Linked DNA regions of Mus musculus: regions 2, 3 and 4 are each linked to region 1. A link is a contact called in public Hi-C and promoter capture Hi-C data. All regions are on one chromosome and are shown on one strand. Each heading gives the region's core, a stretch centred on a gene start, on an enhancer-like site or on the middle of the called end of the contact. The rest is flanking DNA. Distances are from core to core; before and after follow the strand shown.

Evidence for each region. Promoter capture Hi-C pulls out the DNA fragments that hold promoters and counts their contacts. A called contact is a pair of places that touch in the nucleus more often than the background predicts.
Region 2: a contact with region 1 is called in a promoter capture Hi-C map of trophoblast stem cells, with 6 times the contacts expected there. The contact joins the enhancer-like site here to the promoter of F730035M05Rik in region 1. A contact is called at or near these places in 14 of 39 promoter capture datasets (the 3T3-L1 cell line, 3T3-L1-derived adipocytes, the C10 cell line and 9 more), 14 of 484 Hi-C or Micro-C datasets (B cells, the G1E-ER4 cell line, the N1E-115 cell line and 6 more) and 3 of 9 other capture datasets (adipose tissue, embryonic stem cells and embryonic tail).
Region 3: a contact with region 1 is called in a Hi-C map of uterus, with 3 times the contacts expected there. The contact joins the enhancer-like site here to the promoter of F730035M05Rik in region 1. A contact is called at or near these places in 4 of 484 Hi-C or Micro-C datasets (adipose-derived mesenchymal stem cells, embryonic fibroblasts, muscle stem cells and 1 more).
Region 4: a contact with region 1 is called in a Hi-C map of liver, with 3 times the contacts expected there. The contact joins the enhancer-like site here to the promoter of F730035M05Rik in region 1. A contact is called at or near these places in 18 of 39 promoter capture datasets (the 3T3-L1 cell line, 3T3-L1-derived adipocytes, the C10 cell line and 12 more), 16 of 484 Hi-C or Micro-C datasets (the C2C12 cell line, the G1E-ER4 cell line, the HL-1 cell line and 11 more) and 1 of 115 datasets of contacts at active chromatin or transcription factors (embryonic hindbrain).

The regions. Positions count from the first base shown.
Region 1 is chr12:70,226,254-70,229,475 of GRCm38.p6, reverse strand. F730035M05Rik (RIKEN cDNA F730035M05 gene) reads right to left here and starts at 1,635. Exons shown (of 5, transcript NR_045174.1): 1 at 1,098-1,635. Pygl (liver glycogen phosphorylase) reads left to right here and starts at 1,793. Exons shown (of 20, transcript NM_133198.2): 1 at 1,793-2,135. The coding sequence starts at 1,893. Gm38467 (a long non-coding RNA gene) reads left to right here. Exons shown (of 3, transcript XR_381644.4): 3 at 1-124.
Region 2 is chr12:69,750,596-69,753,653 of GRCm38.p6, reverse strand. It overlaps Cdkl1 (cyclin-dependent kinase-like 1 (CDC2-related kinase)), which reads left to right. Exons shown (of 10, transcript NM_183294.2): 8 at 2,880-2,936. Among named protein-coding and RNA genes, the nearest start is that of Mir681, 12 kb to the left of the region's middle. Within about 2 kb of position 1,758, at least 34 of the 459 cell types and tissues checked have an H3K27ac peak or open chromatin away from gene starts, as enhancers often do. A contact at or near this core is called in the N1E-115 cell line, liver and trophoblast stem cells, where this site is marked.
Region 3 is chr12:70,495,871-70,498,767 of GRCm38.p6, reverse strand. No RefSeq gene overlaps it. Among named protein-coding and RNA genes, the nearest start is that of Gm32219, 38 kb to the left of the region's middle. Within about 2 kb of position 1,622, at least 15 of the 459 cell types and tissues checked have an H3K27ac peak or open chromatin away from gene starts, as enhancers often do. A contact at or near this core is called in uterus, where this site is marked.
Region 4 is chr12:69,920,919-69,923,761 of GRCm38.p6, reverse strand. The region is part of intron 2 of Atl1 (atlastin GTPase 1); the gene reads right to left. It also overlaps the pseudogene Gm6316. Among named protein-coding and RNA genes, the nearest start is that of Map4k5, 29 kb to the right of the region's middle. Within about 2 kb of position 1,466, at least 4 of the 459 cell types and tissues checked have an H3K27ac peak or open chromatin away from gene starts, as enhancers often do. A contact at or near this core is called in liver, where this site is marked.

The DNA of each region.
Region 1 (3,222 bases), core at 386-2,885:
AAAAAGCTAGGTTTTGCAATCTGCCAAAGGACCTGCTCACTGGGATTTCCTTCCCACTTCATCATTTGCCTCTTAGTTTTATTTTTTTATTAGATGTTTTCTTCATTTACATTTCAAATGCTATCCCGAAAGTCCCCTATACTCTCCCCCCAACCTGCCCTGCTCCCCAACCCACCCACTCCCACTTCCTGGCCCTGGCATTCTTCTGTACTGGGGCATATGATCTTCGCAAGACCAAGGGCCTCTCCTCTCATTGATGGCTGACTAGGCTATCCTCTGCTACATATGCAACTAGAGACACAGCTCTGGGGGGTACTGGTTAGTTCATATTGTTGATCCTCCTATAGGGTTGCAGACCCCTTTAGCTCCTTGGGTACTTTCTCTAGCTCCTTCTTTAGGGGTCCTGTGTTCCACCCAATAGATGAGATTTTGCTGACAGGACCCTGATATCGCTATCTCTTGTGAGGCTATGCCAATACCTGGCAAATACAGAAGTGGATGCTCACAGCCTCTTAGCTTTAAGTCAAGCATTCTGACCAAACTCTGCACTCACTCTCAGCTCTGGGTATCTCTGGCTCAATCAAATCCAACCCTTACCCTGTCTCATAGGACCATGCTGTCCTCAAAGCCATTGCATGAAGCCACTTAGTTTTCATCTGCCCCAAAGGCTGGAGCCAAAACCCTGGAAGCTGGAAGGACCAGGATCTGAAACCGCAGTTAGATCTGTGACAGTAAAACTTTCACTTTTAGGGTAATAGCTGGTTTATATGAATTAAGTAACCAAACTCCTTCTCTGGCCTCTAATAGTTAGCTTTGTTTAGAAAGAAAAAAAGAAAGAAAAGAAAGAAGGAAAGGAGTGATAGACAGGAAGGAAAGAAGGCAGGCAGGTAGGCTGACACGGACCCTCTAGATGGCTCAGCAGGTAAAGGCATCTGCTGCCAAGCTTGACCGCTCTGGATCGATCCCAGCAACCATCACGAGAGGAGAGAACCAACCCTGGACCACTACGTGTCTGTGTGCACATTTGAGGACACACGCGTACAGTACATACATTTTGAGAAAAAAAAAATTGACATCTTAAAATGCCTCATGTTTACCTTTCCAAAGTTTAAACACCATCACATTCGGATCTGGTATAAAGATCACACACCAGTATGTCTCCTGAACACGGGACAACTGGTTCCTGGAGTGCTCTCTCCTTCTCCCTCCCTCCCCTTCCCCCACGCCCTCTTATCCTTATGCCTCATTTGGTCAAAGAGCAGTGCAAACAAGGGGTCTCAAATCGAACGAAGTCTTGTCCCCCACTGAGACTAAAGCTTTCTCAACAGACCCCTTGACTTTTACACCAACTGTGGCCAACTACTGTGGGTTAGTCCAGCCTGGGCCTAGGAGTCAAGAAACCCCAGTCCTGCGTCCTCAGAAAAAAAATAAATAAACCAACCAACCAAGGCCCCCTTAGAACCCAGGATAGTACTATGCCTAAAAACTGGGAAGCAAGACCGGGGCAATCAGGGTTAAATCACACTGACCCTACAATGTCACCCTGGGAAGCAACCGTGGAACCCACTGAGAAGAGGCAATGGCTTTACTGGGAACTCAACAAGCGAGCCAGCCGAGGCCTCCTTCCACACCGAGAGACGCGGTCAGAGCCTTTGCGCACTACGTGACCTGGACGTTCTGGGAGCGGCCGAGGGGCGGTGCCCGCAGCCGCAGCACCGCCCTGGGGCTCCCACGCCCCCCTGGGGGGGCGTCACTCTGGGAGCCACGGGTGGGCGGGAACCCGGAGAGGGGCGGATCCCCAACTCCCCAGCGTCTCAAAAGCAGCAAGTAAGGAAGGGAGGAGGCCAGTCCTGCAGCCCGGAGACCGTTCTGTGCTCCCTCCGCCCGCAACCATGGCAAAGCCCCTGACCGACCAGGAGAAGCGACGGCAGATCAGCATCCGAGGCATCGTGGGCGTAGAGAATGTGGCCGAGCTGAAAAAGGGTTTCAACCGTCACCTGCACTTCACTCTGGTCAAGGACCGCAATGTGGCCACCCCCCGCGACTACTACTTCGCCCTTGCGCACACAGTGCGCGACCACCTGGTGGGGCGCTGGATCCGTACACAGCAGCACTACTACGACAAGTGTCCCAAGGTACCAGGCGAAGGGCGTTTGTCCCCCCTCCCCTCCACTCCCTGTCCTGGTCTCGAAGTCTAGGCCAGCAGCAGGACATAGGCTCGGCCATCCCTTCCACCTCCCCCACAGCGGTGTGCCATCCTCAGGGCTCCACTGTGGTGTGAGATCCGGAGACCAGCTGGTGGCAAGAGCCCACGCTTCCCTCTCTGGCGAACTAAGCAAACTATGGAGTTTGCTCAGCACTTAACCAAGGGGGATCCTGCGCCTCCTATGTGATCCGTCCAGGTTCCGGGGGCCCTGACAATCCGCTCAGGTCCAGGGGGCCGGGAAGGGGCACAGAAAACAAAAACATACAAAAGCCTAGCCTTAGAGGGTCAAGCTTAGTGTTTAAGGAAAGGAGAGGGAAGTTTAGAGTTCCTCTAATAGTGACCCTGCCCAGGCCTCAGGGCTGCCTAGCTTAGCTGTGCAACAAAGATGGGGGAGGTCCCGGCCCAGGGCCCAGACCGAGTGGAGACTGCAGTTCCTGAACTTTGTGCTGACTGCCTGATGGGCCTTGCCAAGAGACTCACCTGAAGCTATCCCTGTAAAAACACCCTTCTCCCTTCCAGAAGCCTTGTGGAGGCCCCAGAGATGTGGGGGACACCACATTTAGGCAACCAGCTCCTATTTCTACCAAGGGCCAGAATGCGGAGTCTCTGGGGTGGTGGACATGTGGAGGAACACCACCCCATCATGACCAGTCTTGGAAGAGAACCAGAGCTAATGTGAAAGGTTGGGGAGGAGCGGACAGGGAGAGTGCAAGGCGGCAGCAGCCTTATGGGGGATGGTGTGGTGAATGTTTTGGAAGAGAAAGCTGGAAAAACTGGCTTTGGAGTTAAGTTGGAAAAGATGAACAGCAGACCCTGGTGGCAATGGGAAATGCGGATACATACTTACTACTTAGGCGTTTCTAAATACATAAGAACATCGAGAAAATCTATCTCTACCATTTGTGCCTGAGAACTATAGGAAATTTCCAAGACTGAGGGATAAACTCCTATAGTAAGATACTGTGGTTCTAAGAGCCTAGCAGACTGCTACCCAAACAGGACAACTGCTAATTTGT
Region 2 (3,058 bases), core at 509-3,008, 480 kb after region 1:
ATCTCCCCAACCCACTTTGAACAATGTGTCCCAATGAAACCATTAGACAAGGGTATAGAGGTATAGTGTTTACATTATTGCCTTTAGTATTCAGGAAGAGGTTAAGTTGAAGTATATCTGTGCAGTAGCTCTCCTGGGGCTAATAAACATAATTAGATCTGTATCCATCCATCTGGAAAAGTCTACAACAGGTTGTTGAATTGAAAGTATAATTTTAATATTTTATACTATTTATACTGTAAATATACTGTTTAATAGTAGTAAACAGTATAATTTAATATAATTCAAATAAGCAATAAAATATATATGCACATATAAACATAAAAAAGACAGGAACCTCTGGGAAATCATGCAAAATTTTACTTTCTCTTTTCCTTGAGATGAGGTCTCAGCTTATAGCCCAGGCTGGCTTTGAACTTTTAAATATTTTATTTGAGTATGGATATAAGTGGTTTTGTCTGCATATATGTCTGTGCCCCACTTGTATGCCGGGTATCTGTGGAGGGTAGAAGAGGTAGCTGGATCCCCTGGAGTTACTAGTAGCTAGTCTTAAGCCAGCAAGCAGGAGCTGAGAATTATGTGCTGTTCCTCTGGAAAAGCAGCAGGAACTTACTGGATCAGCCACCTCTCCAGCCCTGGCTTTGAACTTTTGATTCTCCAACCTCATGATCCTGAGGGCTGAGATTACAGGCATATGCCACATCTTATGCAAACCTTTTAACATTTGATAAATAGAGATTATCTTTCTTTCTTTTTTTTTTTTTTTTTTTTTTTTTTTTTTTTTTTTTTTGGTTTTTCAAGACAGGGTTTCTCTGTGTAGCCCTGGCTGTCCTGGAACTCACTCTGTAGACCAGGCTGGCCTCGAACTCAGAAATTCTCCTGCCTCTGCCTCCTAAGTGCTGGGATTAAAGGCGTGCACCACCACGCCCGGCTATCTTTCTCTTTTTGTTTTCTGTTTATTTTTTGAGGTAATCTAGACTGCCCTTAAACTCCGGATTCTCTTGCCTCTCAAGTACTGGGGTCACGGGTGTGCATTGCTATGTCCAGTGTACAGTGCTTGTCTCTTCGTAGCGAGATTCGGAGATTCTACTTTCATTTCTTATTTTGCTCTTACATTTTTGAAATATCTTCTAATGGGTCTATAATGCAGTAAAAAAGTATTTCATAACTTAGTGGGGAGGTAGTGTAGCTCAGTGGTAGAGTACTTACCCAGCAGGCCCTGGTGGGTTTCTAGCACTGCAAAGAATAGAGTAATAATAGAATTTCAAGGCATAATTAAGCTTGGTGAGGTCAAGTTGCTACCGTCTGAGAAAGTGCTTTCAGATGGGAACAGGCACTTCAGTTTCCAGATGGAAGTTCCTCCTCTGGCCTCTGGGTTGCATTTCTGCCTTTGTCCCACCAACAAAGCTCCCGATTCCCACATGCACTACCAGCTTCAGGGAAAGTGGGTCACGCTGGGATGGAGAGGCAGGAACAGCACCTGGCTTATGGGAAGTGACCCACTGCTCCCTTGTGACCTGGACATCCCCAGCTGTGCACCAAATATCCCTTAGCAATTTCCTGGCCGCGGCCTGAGCAGCGGCCTCGGCTCTGTAAACTCTGTAAACGTGAAGAGCATCTCCTGTCTCCCAGAGGTTGTCCTACAAGGAATTTCCTGTGGACAGAAACACAGGAAGCAGCCGCACACGGCTGTGATCTGTGCCCTCTCCCACCTAGCAAGGCCTGACGCCTGCTGGGGCTGGGGAACTGGTTCAGCAGGCAGGAAGGCTCCTGTGTCTTACAGCCAAGCCGCAGGCATTCTTCCTGAGAACCATGCAGTACTTGCATTAGATAAATAGGAAGAGCTTTTTAAGTCGTGAGGGCAAAAGCTAATGCAAAGTTACATTAGGATTCTTGTTCATTAGCATGTGTGCAATTGGGAATTTATGTTGAGGTTGGCTCCCTGTCTAAAAGAACTTGGCTCTGAAGCTCCGGAGTACAACCCCAGACCCTGCCCTTAGATGAGCCTGGTCAATTGCTCCGGCCCTCAGCTCACACCTTGCATATTCACAGTGCACTCACAACGCACTGTGGTCATTGACTCTGGTCAGCACTCATCTTCAGTCGGCTTTCTCAGTGTGACGGCTCCTTACCTTGGCCAATCGCAGCTTTGCCCCCATTTCCAGGATCACTCCCAACCAAGTGATGGGAGCACGCCAGCCTTATTTCCTCCTAGGCAGATTGATAAGAGCCTTCTGGGAAGGCTCTTTAAACCGTGGGCTGATCAGAAAAATAGCAGGAACGTGTGGGAGGCCACAACAGTGTTTCTTTCAGAAATCCAACAAGAGCGTGTTTATCTGGGTAGGGATAAAATGTATTTTGACACTCCCTTTATGCAAATGTCAATAGGTGCAATAATTAGTGCCTACTTTGATAATGCTGGTAAGTGCCAAAAGTTATTGTCAGGAAAGGCATTTTATACAAACTAAGGGGAAAAAACCAGCACAACAAAACCACAATCTCATGCACGTCCATGCACTCGCGGGTGGGCATAAACACCCCCCTACCTCCACCCCCCCTCTCTCACCTCAGCACGTGTCTATTGATAATGCTGCTTTTGTTTTGTTCGTCTCCATCAGTGTTTCCTTATGTATTTATAATGCTGTCTTCCTCAGGAAGGGAAGTGAGTGACCAGGAAATCAAATTGGAAAGGCATTTTAGAGGTGAAGGGAGAAGTTTATGACAGTCACAAGGGGGTTATTGCTGGTGGGGGGCATGGTGGAAAAGGGCAGAGAAGGCAAGGAGATGTCAGGAAGGATGTCTACTCAAAAGAAATGTAGTGTGAGGAAACTTAATTAGAATGAGTGCTGTCAACTAAAAGTCCCTTTTCGTTTTGACAGGAAACACTTGAGTTGAAATTTCCAAACATCTCCTACTCTGCACTGGGCTTCTTAAAGGTAAAATCCTGGGGCTTTCAAAGGACCAAGAAGCACACAGTTGTCAGAATTGTCAACTGATGAAATGTTTCTTTAAAATCCTTCTTTTGAAAAGTTATATACCTTTAATTAAAAAATGGGTC
Region 3 (2,897 bases), core at 373-2,872, 270 kb before region 1:
AGGCGGACAGCGCCTGAGGAATGAAAGCTGACGTCCTCTGGCCTACCCCCTCACACACACACACATATTCATGCATGCACCAATACACAGACACACACACATGCACGCACACATGTATGCAATCTCCACAGTGTAACCTGGAAGGAACTATCTATCATGGAGTTATTTGCTTAACTTGATGAGCACATGATGAGGGCCAGAAAGTGCCTCTCTCTGCCTGGCTCGCAGATGCTTGCCTGCCATTTTACAAGCAGCAATGAGAGACTAAATGAGCAGAAGAAGGTTCCTGAGGACAGACATGGCTTATCCAGAAATGCTAATCTTGTTGATGACATGGCTCTTCACAGAAATAAGGCCCAGGAGTACTGAGAGAAAGGAGAGGAAACCAAGCAAATGTCTCTGGGATCCAGTGGGGATCTCATTAAAGCAGGGATAGCTTTCTGCAGTAGACTGTGGAGTTATACGGCTTAGATGAGGAGGGAGGCCGCTGTGCCGCTGCACTGAGAGATGCTTGCAAGCCTGTTCAGTTTTGATTCCTTTATAAACTGAAGCTCATAATAGCATTCAAATGGAAAATTTGAAGACTCCAACTGCTCCTGAGAAATGCTTCCAAAGGCAGGAGAGCCAATAGCTATAGATTCAGACATTAAAATGTGTTTGAATCATTAGCTCTGTGCTAATTGTTTGAGAAATCTAAAACAACACAATTAATTCCCTCAGTTTATGGAGCTAAACAGTCTGTCCTCTGCCTGCTGGTCCAGCAGATCTCAGGCTGGCTTCACCCTGGGTGTACCCACAGAAATTTTATGAGGTGTAGACTCCTGACCTGACCCTTAGCCCAATGGTTCTCAACCTTCCTAATGCTACGACCCTTTAATACAATTCCTCATGTTGTGGTGACTGCCCTCCCCACTCCAACCATAAAATTATTTCCACTGCTACTTCATAGTTGTGATTTTGCTACTGATATGAATTGCAATGTAAATATTTTTGGAGATAGAGGTTTGCCAAAGGGATGGTGACCCCCAAGTTGAGAACCCCTGCTTTAGCTTGTGCCTCCAGAGACCTGGATGCTAACTAAGCCTCACTAAGCTAATTCCATGCAGCTTAAAGCGTCTCAGAGCACCGGAGCAGAAATGCGGGAGAAGGAAACAGCATACAGACATCTCAGTCTGTGTGTGTGTGTGGGGGGGGGGGGGGGGGAAGGGGTCTAAAGCAGCAGTGTCGCAGAGTAGAACAAAGTTCAGAGCAGGGGCGGGGAAGGGGTGGGGGATACTTATGAAGCTACTAATCTGGAGCCATGGAAGGCTGAGGGGGGGCTTGGCAGGCAGGGAGGACTATTGAGGTCGTGGCACAGCATGATCTACCAGATAGAAAGGGGTGCGCTAGAGGCAACGGGAAGGCAAGAGCAGACGCAGGTCCTTGGACACGGAGAAATGCTGGTATTTCATTCAGTGCCCAGCGGGAAGGCCGTAGGGTTGGGGTAGGAGATCCCATCCGAGTCTCACACTTTTAAAGGTTCTGTGTCTCCTGAATGGAGTGTGTGCCCTATGAAGTGTAAGGGTAGACAAGTATCAGGGTGTAACAAATTCACCCCAGAGCTCCAAACTTGCCTAGATCTGCTCTTGCTCACTAGCCCCTCCACAGTCCAGGGAGACAGATAGGTCGGGGGAGAGCCTTCTTGCTAACAGAGTTCAAATCTGCCCCTTGGGGGAAATTTGCGTAATCTACAGTTTTATTACCAGCTCTGTCCCTAGCGATGAGGATTTAGGAGGAAAGAGCCCTCAAAACCACACGGGGTCTCTGACCACTTTGCTCCTGGTCCTCAGTGGTATCGTTAGGGGAGGCAGCTGAGACTGCAGCTGGTAGACATTATTGTCTCTCCCTCCCTTTCAGATGCATGGGTCCCCGGTGGCTCTCCGACTGCCTCCCTCCCTCCTTTCAGCCCTCACTGGCTTTATAGGCCCCAGTGCCTCTAGACCCTTGTGTCAGCAGGCCCACGGGGGTACTCTGACTCTCAACCCCGTGTTTTTATATCCTGAGAGAAAAGATGAAGGTAGAGGGACACGGTTGTACTGTCATTCTCTCAGACATCTCTAGCTCACCCTCCAGGGTGGCCAAGTTTTTAGAAAACTTAAAACTCCAGCAAAAGCCACGTGTGGTGCGTGGTATACGCCTTTAATCCAAGCACATGGGAGGCAGAGATAGTTGGATTTCTGTGAGTTCAAGATCAGCCTGATTAGCAAAGTGAGTTCCAGGTCAGTCAAAGCTATATAGAGTGAGACACTATTTTAAAAACAAACAATAGCAAAAAATAAAATACATACAAACTATGTAATTGTCAAATAAGAAAATTAATCAATAAAAAGAAAACTAAATTTAAAGAAAAAATCTAGTGAGAAAGACAGCAGATGGACATTTGGGAGCCAGCAGTATACAGATGGTGGCTTAGTGTAGGGCAGATAGAATAAGACATTCTCTCCTGGACTGTGGACAGTGCACCAGAGGCCAAAGTCTCCGTGGGTCAACTCTTACGAGGACAAATGAGAAGAAACAAATCTCAACCAAACTCCAGATCTACCTCAAGGCAAACTCTTGGGTGTCACAGGACGTTTAAAATCGGGGAACAGCCACTGTGACTTTAGGCTTGATCAGAGGAGAGGAGAGGAGAGACAGGTACTTAGAACTAGATCATTGTTATTCCTTGAGTTTTTATTCCAGAGAAAGTTACTGGTGTTTATTTGGAACAGTTATAAAGAAAACCACCCACAAGGCAGGAAACCGGCAAGAAACAGCGCACACTCTAGAATCTTTTGGATTTTAACACGCGGACTCTTTAATCAAGAAGTTGCTTATAGAGTGGGCTCTTCAGCTACTCAAAATAGTCCATGGTTTTA
Region 4 (2,843 bases), core at 217-2,716, 310 kb after region 1:
CACACCCACACCCACACCCACACCCACAGCTCAGGGAACATAACGGAAAGGAAGGAAGAAAGACTGTATGAACCAGAGGACCATGGATTTTGCTGTGAGATACTATGTAATATCTCATTATAGATTATTTACTCTTTATTCATAACCCTGCCTTTTCATGGTACACACAGAAACCTGTGGTCACATCCCTAGATCCCTAGATATTATGTAATATCTCACAGCAAACTCCATGTAATATCTCCTTGTAACATCAAAAGCCACAACCATAAAGTCTCACCAACATCACTGCCCAAATAGACATTCCAAAGTGGACAGAAAAAGTTCATGAGGTCTCAGTCTTACACAATGAACTCCAAGCAACTAAGAAATGCTGACACTAGGAGGACCAGTGTTCCCTATGGAAGAGCACACCAGTAGTTATCCAGTATCAAATGGTCAGTCCTGATACAGACAACATTATACCAATTGAACATGATACACTTAAGAATATATGTATATACGTATATGAATATAACAATTAACGAGAAAAGAGGCCATGAACTTGAAAGAGATTGTGTGTTAGGTATAAGGGAGGGAGGGCTTAGTGCTGCTGCCGTGTGAGCTTCCTGGATAAGGCTCACTGTTTTTCACAGCTTTGATGGGTGTACTCTGGAGAGGCACAGCCTAAGGGGCTTTGTTCCAGAATTGCTTCTGCTACTGATGTGCCTTCTCATGTTTGTCATTGCTGTGTGTCTGGCCTGGTGTGACTAGACATGGGGAAACCTTCAATGCCTAGATAACCTAGTGTGGTTACTTCCTGAGTGAAATTATTATTGAGCAAATTTCCCTGTAGATCAACATAAAAATAAACTTTCCTGAGATAATACTGTTTAGATGAATTAAGGACTTTACAGGATTCCTGATTTGATTTAAATGGTTTAGGAAGTTAGAGTAGTGGATAGAAAGTCCAAGGAGATGGTTTAAGTTGCTGTGCCTGAAACACAGAACACAGCAGGAACTCCTTGTAGGAGTAAGCACAGCCTGCAGAGGTAGAAGCGAGCACAGAGAACGTTCAGGCATGGCAAGCACACACTTGAACTTGGAAGAGAAAAAGACTTGGGACAAGTTAGAGAGCAAAGAAAACATTTCATTCTAGGTCGGGTCTGAGTTCCTGGATCTTGTTCTCTAGGGATGTGACCACAGGTTTCTGTGTACACCATGGAAAGGCAGAGCTAGGAATAAAGAGTAAATAATCTATAATGAGTATAAGAACAGAGAGCAAATGTTGCCAGTTTAACTGAACAAGACTTCAAAAATAAGACATATGATAGATGGTGATCTGTTTCTTGGTAAATACATACTGTAGACTGGCTTGCTTAAATTCTGTTAATCAATGACAAGAGAATTCTTGCTTTGGGATTGTGTTGACCTTGTGGAGAGAACACTGGCCGGGAAATGTTTAGTGAGAGACAAGTTTCAAAGAAGCTCACAATCAATAACCCTTGTGTAATCAATAACCCTTGTGTAATCAATAACCCTTCATGTAATGACTTTAGTCTGTCTTTTTAAGAATATGTTTTGTGTTGACTGTTTTTAGAGAATGTGTAACTTGTAGTTATGAGGTAATCTTTTTTTTCACATAGAATACTCTGTCTTAGGTGCTTAAGAGAAAAAAAGTTGTTGGAGTCAACTTGTTGGAGTTTGCTTCATCCACCAAATATGTGTATATGTGTGTGTGAATGTGTGTGTGTGTGAATGTGTGTGTGTGTGAATGTGTGTGTGTGAATGTGTGTGTGTGAATGTGTGTGTGTGTGAATGTGTGTGTGTGAATGTGTGTGTGTGTGAATGTGTGTGTGTGTGAATGTGTGTGTGTGTGAATGTGTGTGTGTGAATGTCTCCCAAGATTTAAAGAGTTCAGAGTTTCTCATTGGTCACAGGGAGTGCTGGCCCCAGTGAATCAAGCTTTATTCCCTCAGAAAAAGTTTGCTAAGTGATCAATGGTTGACTTCTCATTTGACCACAGTGTACCCTGTGGTGTCGAGGCGGCAACAGCTTAGAGAGAGGAAATGAAAAAATACAGAAATTATATAAGCTGAAAAATAAAAACGATAATACTGTGCACATATAAAAAAAGAAACAGAGAAGAAGGAAAAAAAGAAAGAAAGGAAGGAAGGAAGGAAGGAAGGAAGGAAGGAAGGAAGGAAGGAAGGAAGGAAGAGGCTCTCTGCTCCTCCCTGTTCCAGAGACAGCTGCATCTTCTTGTGCGGTGCCAGCCTCGTCCCGTAGACAAAATGGTGAAGGTCGGTGTGAACGGATTTGGCCGTATTGGGCGCCTGGTCACCAGGGCTGCCGTCTGCAGTGGCAAAATCTCCGTGGAGATTGTTGCCATCAACGACCCCTTCATTGACCTCAACTACATGGTCTACTTGTTCCAGTCTGACTCCACCCATGGCAAATTCAACAGAACAGTCCAGGCCGAGAATGGGAAGCTTGTCATCAACGGGAAGCCCATCACCATCTTCCAGGAGCGAGACACACCCCCCCCCCTCGCTAACATCAAATGGGGTGATGCCGGTGCTGACTATGTCGTGGAGTCTACTGGTGTCTTCACCACCATGGAGAAGGCCGGGGCCCACTTGAAGGGTGGAGCCAAAAGGGTCATCATCTCCGCCCCTTCTGCCGATGCCCCCATGTTTGTGATGGGTGTGAACCACGAGAAATATGACAACTCACTCAAGATTGTCAGCAATGCATCCTGCACCACCAACTGCTTAGCCCCCCTGGCCAAAGTCATCCATGACAACTTTGGCATCATGGAAGGGCTCATGACCACGGTCCATGCCATCACTGCCACCCAGAAGACT